Linked DNA regions of Zea mays: all the other regions are linked to region 2. Evidence: chromatin contacts called from public Hi-C data. All regions are on one chromosome and are shown on one strand. Each heading gives the region's core, a stretch centred on a gene start, on an enhancer-like site or on the middle of the called end of the contact. The rest is flanking DNA. Distances are from core to core; before and after follow the strand shown.

What was found. Hi-C and Micro-C count contacts between places; a contact is called where the count stands out from the background.
Region 1: a Hi-C map of ear shows a contact between it and region 2, with 2.2 times the contacts expected there. The contact joins the promoter of LOC103650493 here to the promoter of LOC103650492 in region 2. A contact is called at or near these places in 2 of 25 Hi-C or Micro-C datasets (ear and endosperm).
Region 3: a contact with region 2 is called in a Hi-C map of tassel, with 2.3 times the contacts expected there. The contact joins the enhancer-like site here to the promoter of LOC103650492 in region 2. A contact is called at or near these places in 3 of 25 Hi-C or Micro-C datasets (ear, endosperm and tassel).

Annotation. Positions count from the first base shown.
Region 1 is chr3:123,890,125-123,894,517 of Zm-B73-REFERENCE-NAM-5.0, reverse strand. It overlaps LOC103650493 (patatin-like protein 3), which reads left to right and starts at 2,141. Exons shown (of 3, transcript XM_008676080.4): 1 at 2,141-3,352; 2 at 3,499-3,561; 3 at 3,685-4,393. The coding sequence starts at 2,399. The coding sequence ends at 4,032.
Region 2 is chr3:123,757,120-123,761,578 of Zm-B73-REFERENCE-NAM-5.0, reverse strand. LOC103650492 (DEAD-box ATP-dependent RNA helicase 9) reads left to right here and starts at 2,139. Exons shown (of 7, transcript XM_008676079.3): 1 at 2,139-2,648; 2 at 3,143-3,270; 3 at 3,372-3,780. The coding sequence starts at 2,289.
Region 3 is chr3:123,567,694-123,571,976 of Zm-B73-REFERENCE-NAM-5.0, reverse strand. No RefSeq gene overlaps it. Among protein-coding and RNA genes, the nearest start is that of LOC100273918, 75 kb to the right of the region's middle. Within about 2 kb of position 2,651, at least 19 of the 20 cell types and tissues checked have an H3K27ac peak or open chromatin away from gene starts, as enhancers often do. A contact at or near this core is called in ear and tassel, where this site is marked.

The DNA of each region.
Region 1 (4,393 bases), core at 892-3,391, 130 kb before region 2:
ACACTCGACGACTTAGCCAGGTATGTAGTAAGCATCCGATACATAGATCTTGAGAGCCAACATCGTATAGAAACTTGGGATCCTTCCCTCTGCCATCGCTTGTAACCACTACTACGAGCAATCAACAACATGGTGTTGGCAGCGCGAGCCACCAAAGACCGAAAGTAGAGACATTATGTCCAAACCATTATAAATCTTACATGCGTCCAATAAACACACCATCCAGATCCAAAACACATATACACAAATTTACTCGTTGGTGTTGGTTCAAAACACCGACACCATGGTTTTCACGCATCAACCCCGGCCCGGGCCCAAGCCCACCGGCAGAACAATTCAACAATTAGTTGGGTTAATTGTTTGTTTGTTTGCACTATCTAATCCAAAAGGAGCAGCTTAATTAAATGCTTAACGCCAGTGAGTGCTCGGAGCAGTTGATTTAATTTGTACCACGAATGCCAAGAAGAAAGCCTTTAATGCTACAGGAAATATATGTTGATTACTTGTACCACAAATGCCAAGCAGGTTAGTTACAAAAACGCTTTTGTTTTGAGCGAGCTCTTCCCAGAGACCACAACGGCAGGCAAGAGATCTAGCTTGAGGTTGGCCGTGGACCCTGCAGCGTCACTAGCTAGGCTAGCACCTTCTTCGCACGGCCGTGATCGTTTTTGTTTGTTTGTTCCATCGGGTCGCTCGCTCATGGCTGTCTTAGCAGCTAGCCTGTCACCTCGTCTTGGCACGACGGACGCAGTACAGTTTGAGGTCTGAACCGATTGCCCCGGTCCTTAGGGTCGTCGATTCGTCGTCCTTAATTGCATGGATGCCACGTTTTGTTTCAAAATTTCAATTCCGTGATAGGCAAAGTTTTTTTAAATGCGGTAGGTAATTTTCACTGTTTTGTTTAGAAACATCGTTGGAACGACAAGGTTCCTTTGAATGGAGCGCGGGGTTGAAATCCTAGGACTGCTTGGTTGGTGGAATAATATATGTGGTCTATCATCATATTATTGTTTTCGTTTGGTTTATAGAGTATATTGAGTCATGTAGTTCATCATAAACAGAACTATTCTACTATATCCGATGAAAAAAATATATAGTACACCACTTCATCTAAAAATAATCACTTTTATCTAAAATAAATTGATTCCTCAATCTAAACTCACGCTTTGAACTAGTTTGAAATATCAAATCCTTCCAAAATCTCCATTTTCTTCGGGATGAGCCATGAATTGTTATTTAAATAAGATATTTAGTTGTCTATGAAACCTTCCTCAGGTTGGACTGCTATTGCTTCCGAACTATTTGTTTACTCTATTGATTATATAAACCAGTTTACCTAAGTTAAAGGTTAAAGGATAAACAAACGATACAGGTTATTAGGTAGATTATATAGGGTCTGTTTGGTTCAGCTTTTTTCTGACCAGCTTTTCTGAAAATCTGGCTGTGAGAAGAATCTGGCTGTGGGGAGAATCTGAATATTATTACGATTATGTGTGGAGGAAGATAAAGTTGTTCATAGGGCTCAGGATTTAGAAAGTGACGGATTCCTACTATTACAACGACTCAACCGATTATATGTTTATGTTTATTTTGGATGGTTTTTGCTCCAACGAATTTTATAGAAGCTGGCTGAAAAGCTGAGCGTTTGGCAGTCCGCAGCAGCTTTTGATGGCAAGAAGCTGCCAGAAGCCGAAACAAACAGGGCCATAATCTATAAACAAATCATTATATAATCTGTATTATATAACTCTGGAAGTAAATGAACATGACCTAACTTTCAGATGCGTTATTTTCTCGGTGCCGAAAACGGAGCACCGTACGCTTCAGAGTACACAATGGCATGCTGACGCAGCCCGGATATGTGCAGGAATGGATTCTGACACACCGGGCCTACGTAAGTAGAACTGCGCGGCCCCACCGCACCGGCATCCCGTCGGTCACGCCGCCACACGTGCGCTCCACCGCTACAACACTGACACGATGGGCCCGCCGCTTACGGTCCACATGCCAGTCAGCGAACTAGACAACCCGTCCACGTGCCAGGCTGCCAGCTAATGGCGAGTGCGACACGCCGCTGTGCGGGCCGTCGGCGGGCGGTCTCCTCGGCCCGTCAGCCGATGCGCCGCTCTCCACTCCACGTGTGCGCGTGTCTACGCCAACCTCTACGGGACACGGTTTCAGTGAAACCCGCCTCTTTCTCGTGGCGGCGTGGCGCAGCGCAGCTGAGAGTAGAGACGCAACGCTTGACTGGTGGCTGCAGTGCGGCCATCTATAAGCAGGCCGCGAGCGCGCGCTGAGCAGTCGAGCCATCACCACCTCAACCGACGGCTCGCCGCTCTCCTACTCCTCCCAACCCTCCCGTCCCACCACCTCCCATCACCCGCCAGCTGCAGCAGCTATGGCGTCGCCTCCGCCCGACGTGGACCTGGGCAAGCTCAGCTACGAGATCTTCTCGCTGCTGGAGAGCAAGTTCCTCTTCGGCGCCGGCTCCGTGCCGGGCACGCCGGGGCGGCCGGGCCCCGGCGAGGACAGGGACAGGGGCAGGGTGCGGGTGCTGGCGATCGACGGGTGCGGGCCGGGCCCCGGCGACGCGCTGCTGGCGGCGGCCGCGCTGGCGAGGCTGGAGGCCGCGCTGCGGGCGCGCGCGGGGGACCCCGACGCGCGCGTCGCCGACTTCTTCGACGCCGCGGCCGGGGCCGGCGCCGGGGGCGTGCTGGCCGCGATGCTGCTGCTGCGGGGCGACGACGGGAGGGCGCGGTACACGGCGGCCGACGCGCTGGCGTTCGTGGCGTCCAGCCTCGGGAGGCACGGCGGGTGGGGCGGCGGCGTCGGCGGCGGGCTCCGGAGCAGGTGGGCCGCGCTGTTCCGGCGCGGGGAGAGGCCGTCGCCGCTGCGGCGCGTGTTCGGGGACGCCACGCTCAGGGACACCGTGGCGCCGCTGCTGGTCCCCTGCTACGACCTGGCCACGGCGGCGCCCTTCCTCTTCTCCCGCGCCGACGCCGTGGAGAGCGACAGCTTCGACTTCCGGCTCCGTGACGTGTGCGCCGCCACCTGCGCCGGTGGTGGTGCCGCGGCGGCCGTGCGGTCGGTGGACGGGCGCACGGCCATCGCCGCCGCGTCCGGCGGCGTCGCCGCCATGGGCAACCCCACCGCGGCCGCCATCACGCACGTGCTCCACAACAAGCACGAGTTCCCGCTCGCCGCCGGCGTCGACGACCTCCTCGTCGTCTCCATCGGCTCGGGATGCTCCGCCGGCGCCGCACCTTCCGCCGGCTGGCGCACGCCCATCCCGCCGCGCTCGCCGTCGCCCGCCGAGATGGTACGCCTCACCGCCGAGGGCGTCGCCGACATGGTAAGAACCAACCCCCGCTCCGGCGCTCCGCCTCCCCTGATTGATTCGTCAGTACACCACACACGGCTGCCGTCGAAATTTATCTTGGTTTTGATCTCATACTCGTGGTAATAAAAAGCACTGACCGGCGCCCCGGCCTTGTGCAGGTCGACCAAGCGGTGGCCATGGCGTTCGGGCACACGTGCGGGCGCAACTACGTTCGCATCCAGGTGGGTTGTGGTGTCTCTGCTGTTCTTTTGACTTTGTACCGCCAGCCACACACCGTCCGTGCCATGAATAATTAACGTCATCCCCCGCTCTGCTGGTGCTGGGCCTCCGATCGATCCATCCAGGCGTCGTGCTCCGGGAGAAAGGCGCTGCGGTCGCTGGACGCGAAGAAGGCGGCAGCGGCGGCGGACGGCATGCTGGCGCAGCGGAACGTGGAGGCGGAGCTGTTCCGGGGGCGGCGGGTGTCGGAGAAGTCGAACCGGGAGAAGCTGGACGCGTTCGCGGCGGAGCTGGTGAAGGAGCAGCAGCGGCGGGCGCGCAGCCCGGGCCTGCCCACCGTGGTGATCAGGCAGGCGCGCCCCACGGCCACGGCCACGCCGCGACTGTCGTCCGCCACCACCGCCTCCTCCGCCACCGTCCGGACCGCCTCCACCGTGCCGTCCCCGGCGTCGCAGGGCTCCTACCAGCATTAGCCGCCGACGGCGGCCGTCGTCCGTCCTGAGTTTTGTACATGCCGCCGTGGACAGAGGAGTGCATATGCGACCTCCACCCCTCCCTCCTCTCCCTCTCTCTTTTTTTACCCACACGTCGATGGCGATGAGCCACTGATATGTGGGTCCAGCCGTCCAAGACAGAGCTAAAACGTGGTGAAAGTAAGTTATAGGATGGATGTAGTAACTTATTTATTATATATGCCGCCCAAGTTTGAGAGGAAACAAAAAAAAAGGTGACCACCACCGTGTTTCGTGCGCCGACGCCGAGCAGTATAGCGATGTAGCGTGGAGGAGGAATGCAAAAAAAATAAAAAAAATGGAATTGGGTGCTATTCAAAGT
Region 2 (4,459 bases), core at 890-3,389:
CATGAACTCGAGACTCCCGAAGCGGAGCAGCGTCCCCGGCTGAAGAGGCTGCTGGAGGCTACCTATCTGGAACTCAACGAGAAAGTGTTCGTTAACACGCAGCGAGCCCCTACCTAGCGCGCCAACTGTCGGCGTTTCGCCGCGAGGACCGTCAACCGACCAATAAATTTGTTGCTGTGTGTCCCTGCCCAAATGGGTTGATGCAAGATGGAACACAAGAGGGAAATGTGGCTTATGTTATCTCGCACCGGGGTGCTCGTAGTAGGGGTTACAAGCGTCGTGAGGGAGCGAGGGCGAGAGCGAGTGAGGGAGAGAGAGAGAGAGTCCCTGCGCGTCTCCCCGTCTGTCCCCGACGTCCCATGTTGTCAGTGTTGCAACGTCTGCCCACGACCTCCAACGTGTGTCCACGACGTGCCTTAGGAAGGCCCTGGACATCCCCTTTTATAGATACAAGGAGATGCCCAGCTGTACAAGGGGGTGTAGCTATGTACTATCGTGGCTGGCGGAGAAGCGCCTTGAGCCATGTACACGAGCTAACGTGGTCGTCGGAGAAGTCCCTTGAGCCCTGTAGAAGCACAGCTGTCGGCGCGGCATGGATCCTGTTGACGTTGTCTTGCTTCCGTAGGGGGTTTGAGAGCAACCGACGTCATGGGCGCATGTGGGGAACCATCATTACCTGTTACCGGAGTAACCTTAGATGGGACATCGGTCTTGTTCCTTCATAGCCTGAGGCAGCTGACTAGGAGTAGGGTAATGATGTATCCCCTGTAGCGTAGTCGGTCCGAGGCCCAGGTCGAGCGAGGCGGAGACTTCTCCTGAGGCCGAGGCTGGGCTCGGGCGAGGTTGTGACTCCTCTCGAGGCCGAGGCTGAGGCCGAGGCCCGGGGGTCGGGCGAGGCGGAGATCTTCTTCCGAGGCCGAGGCCTGAGGTCGGGCGAGGCAGAGCTCCCTGTTGCGCCCAAGGCCAAACTCGTGGGAGATCGTAACTCAGTTTTATCCTGGTGGTTGGCACAGTAGCCGGAGCGGGACGAACCGCGCTGTTTTCCTGTCATATCGGTCAGTAAAGGGGCGAAGTGACTGCGGTCACTTCGACCTTACCGACTGAGGCACGCGTGTCAGAATAAGGTGTCAGGTGATCCCCGCATTAAACGCGCATGCGATACGGTCGGCTGGTAAGGCGATTTGGCCAAGGTTGCTGCACGACAAAGTCTGCCCAAGCTAGGCTTCAGGCGAGCCGAGGGTGCGTCTGCTGGCTGAGGGGACCCTCGGGCGAGGCGTGAATCCGCCCGTGACTACTGTTCCCGCCCGAGGCCGAGGCTGGGCTCGGATGAGGTCGCGTCCCTCGGTAGATGTGGCCTTGACTTGAACCGCGTTTTATCAGCCGTGTATGGTTTGTTCTGAAGATGTTTTTCGGCCGCGTTTAAGAGTATTGGGGGTACCCCTAATTACGGTACCCGACACATATTTTTTTTAACTTCCTATGATTATTTAGCAACTCCTTACATGTGCCTTTAGAGACTTCCTTTTTACAAAACTGCTGGAGATGCTCTAAGGGCTAGTTTAGAAGCTCCATTTTCCTAAGGGATTTCTATTTTCCTAAGAAAAAATAAACTAATTTTCATGAAAAAGTTAAAATCTCTTGGGAAAATATAGTTATCAAACTAACTCGGGAAAAATATGATTACCAAACTAGCTCTAAAGATTGTGCAGCACCGTGTGGGCTATGCTGCCTGGTGCAAAACAAAGAGCGACTGCGACCATGTGTGGAAGTGTCATTCCAGTGGCGATATGGTAAAGGGCCCAACAGTTCACTCGGGCCATTCACACGCGCATAAAAAGGGGCCAACCCAACTCCTGCGGGGTCCAATAGGTTACCCGGGCCATTCGCACGCGCATAGAGGGCCCAACCCCAACGCGCTGAAACTTCTGTAGAAAAGGCCCATTATCACACGTTCCCTGCTCACTTTGCCAAAACGATCAACAAAGCCCATCGCCGTAACCCAACCGCCATTACTTTTCCTCCAAGAAGTACCTCTCACCATTCATTAAACACTGACATGCGGGCCACACTGTGCCGGTGCATCCTTGACCCCACGTGTAAGCTTCATCAGTGAGGAGTGTAGACACCGTCCATGAGCACAGAAATATCTCTTACCCCTGCGCCATTTAACCCATTCCGCTTCTCGTCGTCTCGCCTCGTCCGTCCCCTCCCCATACGACAGCCACCCTCACAAAACCCTAAACCCTAGCCGCCGCCGCCGCCGCCGCCGACGCCGAAGCGGTACAGCCATGTACGCCGTCCTCCGCCGCGCGGCGCCCCTCAGGCGGCGTGCCGTGTCCGCGCTCGCCGCCGCGCTGCTCCAGCAGCAGCCGGCGGCGCTGGGAGCTGTAGCCCCGCGGGCGCCGACGCCGCTCCCGGCGGCCGCGTGGTTCCACTCCTCGCCGGCGTGGCTTGGTTTCCGGGATACCACAGAGTTGGCGGCGCGCGCGGAGTTCGCTGCGGAGGAAGGTTTGTTCTATGAGGACGACAGTAGGGCGCCGGCCGGCGGCCCGGCGGCTGAGGGGCTCGAGATTGCCAAGCTCGGGATCTCGTCCAAGATCGTCGAAAGGCTCGCCAGCAAGGGCATCACCAAGCTGTTCCCTATCCAGGTAACGTGGAGCGCTGGAATCTCTACCTTTTACGTTCGAATCATGCGTGTGCCAAGCTGCTTTTGTCCTGCTCTGTTTCGTTGACATTAGGGCTATATAGGTGAATTCGATGTTTGATTAGTGATTGCAGTGAATTAAGCAGCTCATTTATAGCCATAATATGAGAAAATTGCTTTCCTTTTTATTTATTCTTTTTATATTATATAGCGGGAAAAGGTGGAGTGTTGTTTACAAGTTCACATTGGTCGTAATTTTACTGCTTATGTACGGCAGCGAATAAAAATCACGCTTTTCTGGTCATGACATTTCAGTTTGCATCACTACCTTGGCTTGATGGTTGGATGAAAATACTAGAATTGCTACTGTTTGTTAATTATGTTGAGGCGCCAGATTACAAATGATGAAGGAATGCCTTGCAATTCTATGAATCAACACATTTCTTTTAGATCATTACCTATTTCATAGTGAGTTTTGCCTTCTGTTTCACTATACAGAGGGCTGTCCTTGAGCCAGTAATGCAAGGAAGGGACATGGTTGGTCGTGCCAAAACGGGGACTGGTAAAACTTTGGCATTTGGAATCCCCATAATGGATGCAATTATTCGTCACAACGAGAAGTACAAGTAAGATTGGTTCTTCCTAACAACGTACACATGTAAAGCATTCTTCATTTGTTCCTTTTCGGTCCGTTCTCATCTTGCATATAATTGTTGTTGATTTACAGGCCTGGTAAGTTTCCATTGGCTATTGTCTTGGCGCCAACAAGAGAACTTGCAAAACAGGTTGAGAGGGAGTTCCTTGATTCCTCCCCTTTGGAAACGCTGTGTGTATATGGAGGGACTCCAATTATGCAGCAAATAAAACAACTTAATTATGGTGTTGATGTGGTCATTGGGACACCTGGACGTGTGATTGATCTGCTAAAAAGGGGTGCTCTTAGTTTGGCAGAGATCCGGTTTGTTGTTCTCGATGAAGCAGATCAGATGTTGTCCGTCGGGTTCGATAAAGACGTTGAAACAATTTTGGAGAGAGTGCCCCCGCAACATCAAACATTGATGTTCTCTGCGACAATGCCAACATGGATACGGAAGCTCACACAGAAGTTCCTCAACAGTCCTGTTACAGTGGACCTTGTGAGTGCAACTTCTAGTGTTACTTCTGTTCACACACATTTATTGCTTGACTTCGTAACTTTAACTTCGATGAACAAAATGTGGAACCATTTCTGGACCTGTTTATGTTGCATACTTTGTATTATCTTGTTGCTTGTTTAAATTGGGAACTAAACCGACCGATTTGACTACGTTTGATTGTTGGGGTCCCATCTCTGCAAGTGCTTTTAAGTTATGTTCATATTGAGGGGGTGTTTGGTTACACCCCGCTAAAATTTAGCCCCTGTCCCATCGAATGTTTGAACCTCCGTTCCGGGTATTAAATGTAGTCGGATTATAAAACTAATTTGTCAGCCGAAGATTAAAAGACGAGACGAATCTAGTCCAGTTGGTTGGGTATATATTTCATACTCCTATTTAAAAGTCAAACGCTTGATGTGACCCGGGCTAAACTTTAGCAGGAGCAACCAAACACCCCCTGAATCTTTTTTATTTGCTACATCTGGCCTAATTATGCTCGAGAATGCATGCAGTTGATCTAGTAAAATATTATACGAGTGTAAGCAGCTCTTGTAAAAGTTTTCCAACCAGTAAGTATACTTGTTAGTGGTTTTTGTTGTAGAAATGTTATATGGATAGATTGTCCCAAAGATACATGGAGAGCATTAAGTTTGAATACTAATTGCAGCATGTGCTAAGA
Region 3 (4,283 bases), core at 1,402-3,901, 190 kb after region 2:
GCGCAATCAAGAACACAAGCAAGAACAGGAAAGAAACGCAACCAAAATTGTATTGATTATGGGATGGGGTCTCACAAACCGATGACGACAACACTATTCGATGACAGAATTGATCTAAGCAAAACCCAAACCTAATGTGGCGGCGGCTGCTGAATAAATAGAGTATTAGGGCGTGCGTGACCCCTAGACTCACTCCTAATGGGCTCCGACGCGATACACGGCCCAATGGCCCAACAGACGGTGTCGCAGCATTAAAACAGAATCTGAACGCTGAATTTTTTTCGACGATTCCCGTTGACTCCGGATGAATTTTAAGGTGGAACCAGTTGGGTTGGTTAGATAATCTTTTTATCGTTCCAACCATATAAATTCCGTCGCAATCGGAGTCCAGATGCATCTTGGGCGTTCATTTTAGTGCAGACTGGTCCTGAACCCCGAGATGGAGTCGCTGCCGAGTCGGACTTGATCTCCTTCCTGTTGTGGGCGCCCTTGCTCCTCCTACTCAACACCTTGGCCTTTCCCAAGTCCTTGCTGGTTCTCTCCAAGGTTCCTAATCATCAAAACATCCATGGCCCCAAGCGTAAGCTCTGAAACACAATTGACTAGGGTAGAACGTACCTGGAGATTTAGCTGTCATGCACGCGATCGTGTTATCGGTCCATTCATTGTATGTATAGAAGTGATGTCCTCGTCATCCTCCCTCTCTTGAATTGGATTCGTCCTCGACTCGATCTCATCTTCGTCACCCATATATGGCTTCAAATCTGAAATGTTAAAGGTGGGACTAACCCCAAAATCTGGAGGCAACTCAAGTGTATATGCATTATCATTAATTTTTGCAAGAACTTTATAAGGACCAGCAGCTCGTGGCATAAGTTTAGACTTTCTCAAATCAGAAAACCTATCCTTTCTCAAATGAACCCACACCAAGTCACCAGGTTCCAATTTCATTTCCTTCCTGCCTTTATTAGCAGCAATACGATACTTTTCATTCATCTTTTCAATTTGCAACTTAGTTGTTTCATGTAACTTAAGAATGAATTCAGAACGTTGTGTAGCATCCAAGTTCACTATTTCAGAAGTTGGTAAAGGTAGCAAATCAATTGGAGCACGAGGATTAAAACCATATACTACCATAAATGAACTAAGCTTGGTTGTAGAATGTATTGATCTGTTATAAGCAAACTCAATATGTGGCAAACATTCCTCCCACAACCTCAAATTATCCTTCAAAACAGCCCGCAACATGGTAAATAAAGTGCGATTGACAACCTCTGTTTGCCCATCAGTTTGGGGATGACAAGTAGTAGAAAACAGCAACTTTGTTCCCAATTTAAACCACAAGGTTCTCCAAAAATGACTTAAAAACTTAGCATCCCTATCAGAAACAATAGTATTTGGCACACCATGCAAACACACAATCTCAGTGAAGAACAAATCAACAACATGTGAAACATTATCAGTTTTGTGACAGGGTATAAATGTGCCATCTTTGAAAAACGATCGACAACGATAAAAACATTGTCATTCCCCCTCTTTGTTCTAGGCAATCCCATTACAAATCTAACGCAACTTGAACATGTCAAATCAGAGTAAAAACGCGGAAGATATGATTTTTCTAACCTTCTACAATTATTTTTATACTATAAATCAGTTTCTACAATTCCTTTATAAACCCAGGGGATGTTTTACAAGTTTCAGGGACCTAGATGTAAGAATCCCCAATGGCTGAGGACGGCGGGTTTGTTTAACCAAAAGTTGAGGGCTTTTTTGTTACGAGGTCAAAAGGGTATCAGACGGGCTGAGCCATCCGATCAACGACCAACCGCTCAGATTAGATCGAACCTAAGGTTGGACCAGCACGCAACGCTATCTGCAGGATCAAAGATCGACAGGCTAGATTTTAAACACCAAGATCCACTCCAATCCGTACGATCTGAGATCTATATTTGATCCCTTCGAAGCGGTCCTAATTATCTAATCAAGACCGATCAGATCGAGATCGACGACTCCTACTCTCTCTCCCTTATTCCCCTCAATGCCTTCGGACCGAGGCCACCATGGAGGCGCCATGGCCGAGACCGGACTATGAGCTCCCTCAATGAATCCCCTTCAAATTGAAACTTAGCTACACATTGCTGAGACTAAGGCGAGTAGTTCTAGGGCTCTCTTACCTGGAGTTGGGACGACGAGGCACCCCACCCACGTGTTCTGCGGTTCGGCACTGGAAGGCATGCTCCGGCGACGAATTCCTCTATGCCCGACCACCATTCGCCTTAACGCACGCTGCTCCCCACTTCGGTGCCCTCCGTGGAACGATTCTGCGCGCACACCGAGGGCCTGACGCTGCCATACGTGAATCTATCATAGCGACTGCTTCTCTATGCTCTTTCTCTGTTTCTACTATGGCGCCGGGTGGGTTTGCTCTCGGCTCTAGGGGATGATGGGGGGTTGCTCGGCGTCTGGTTTTATAGACCCTAGCGTGGGCAAGACCGAAAGACTCGGGGTCGGGGTCGGGGTTACCCATTTTCTGGTGAAGTTTGTTGTGGCATCTGTGCAATCTTGTCTAGGAAGAAGACTCTGGACAGCTGGGCCCGTTTATCAGGGTTAAGGGAACGTGGCGCGGAGCGGCTGATTAGGCTGACGACCCGGCCCCAGTCGTCAGCGGCAAAAGACGTTCGGGCTGAGGAAAGCCAGAGCTGACGAGGCGGGGCCCGCGCGCCATACACACTGGAAAAAGAAAAAGGAGGGAAACGTAATGGGCCAGCGAGGCATATTTGGCCCATCAGGACAGGGTGGACGCCGAGAGGGAGTTGGGTCGAGGAGAGGTTTCAAGCCCAAAACGAGGTATGTCCTCTCTTTCCAATTTGTTTAGATTTCTTTTAGTGTTCTAAATTCTAACTTCAAGTTTTGATTTAATCTGCCGTTAAAATTTTGAACTCAATTTAAATGCGCAACCAAAAATACCCAGCATGATGCAGCAATATTCATATATTTTGCATTATTTTAATAATTTATTTTAGTGGAATGCTTTATTTATGGAACTCACACGGTCACACCCCATTAAGAAGAACTATTTGAATGTAAAAGTAAAATTCCGTTCATGCTTAAATATTTATTACTCATTAAGTTTTAGGAGGAGTTAACATATAATCTTCATTATTATTATTTTTTAACTAATTTCAGGGAGTGCTCTAACTTTATAGTTTATAAAGGGAATAATAGATAAATAGGTTGAAAGCCTTTTTGTCGGCGTTTCGGACCCCGGGGGACCCTCAACCGGGCCGACCAGTGAATTTTGTCGCTGCATGTCCCTTCCCAGATGGGTTGGCGCAAGATGGAACACAAGAGGGAAAACGGCGGCTCGTGTTATCTCGCACCAGGGGGTGCTCGTAGTAGGGGTTACAAGCGTTCGCGCGAGAGAGAGTGAGCCTGTTCGTTTGCTCGTCCCTCCGCCCGCGCGACCCTTTCTCATGAAGGCCCTGGACCTCCCTTTTATAGATGCAAGGAGAGGGTCCAGATGTACAATGGGGGTGTAGCTAGGCGCTAACGTGTCTGACAGAGAAGTGTCTGAGCCCTGTGTACATGCCAACGTGGCTGTCGGGGAAGTGCTTGAGCTCTGCGTACGCGATAACGTGGTCGTCGAAGAAGTGCCTGGGCCCTGTAGAAGCACATCTAGCGGTGCTGCCAGGATCCTGCTGACGTCTCCTTGCTTATGTAGGGGGCTGAGAACCACCGTCGTCATGGACGCACGCGGGGAGCCATCATTACCTGTTTACCAGGATGAGCCAGATATGGGACGTCGGTCTTGTTCCCTCGTAGCCTGAGCTAGCTAGGGGTAGGGTAATGATGTATCCCCTGTGGCGCGGTCGGTCCGAGCCCAAGGTCGGGCGAGGAGGAAACTTCTCCTGAGGCCGAGGCCGGGGTCGGGCGAGGATGCGATTCCTCCCGAGGCCGACGCTGAGGCCGAGTCTTGGGGTCGGGCGAGGCGGAGACCTCCTCCCAAGGCCGAGGCCTAAGGTCGGGCGAGGCGGAGCTTCCTGTTGCGTCCGAGGCTGAACTTGTTGTTGTCAGCCTTGCCCGGGTGGCTGGCACAGCAGTCGGAGCGGGGTGAGCGGCGCTGTTTTCCTGTCAGATCGGACAGTAAAGGGGCGAAGTGACTGCGGTCACTTCGACCCTGCCAACTGAGACGTGCATGTCAGGATAAGGTGTCAGGCGATCCTCGCATTGAATGCGCCCGCGATACGGTCGGTTGGTGAGGCGATTTAGCCAAGGTTACTTCT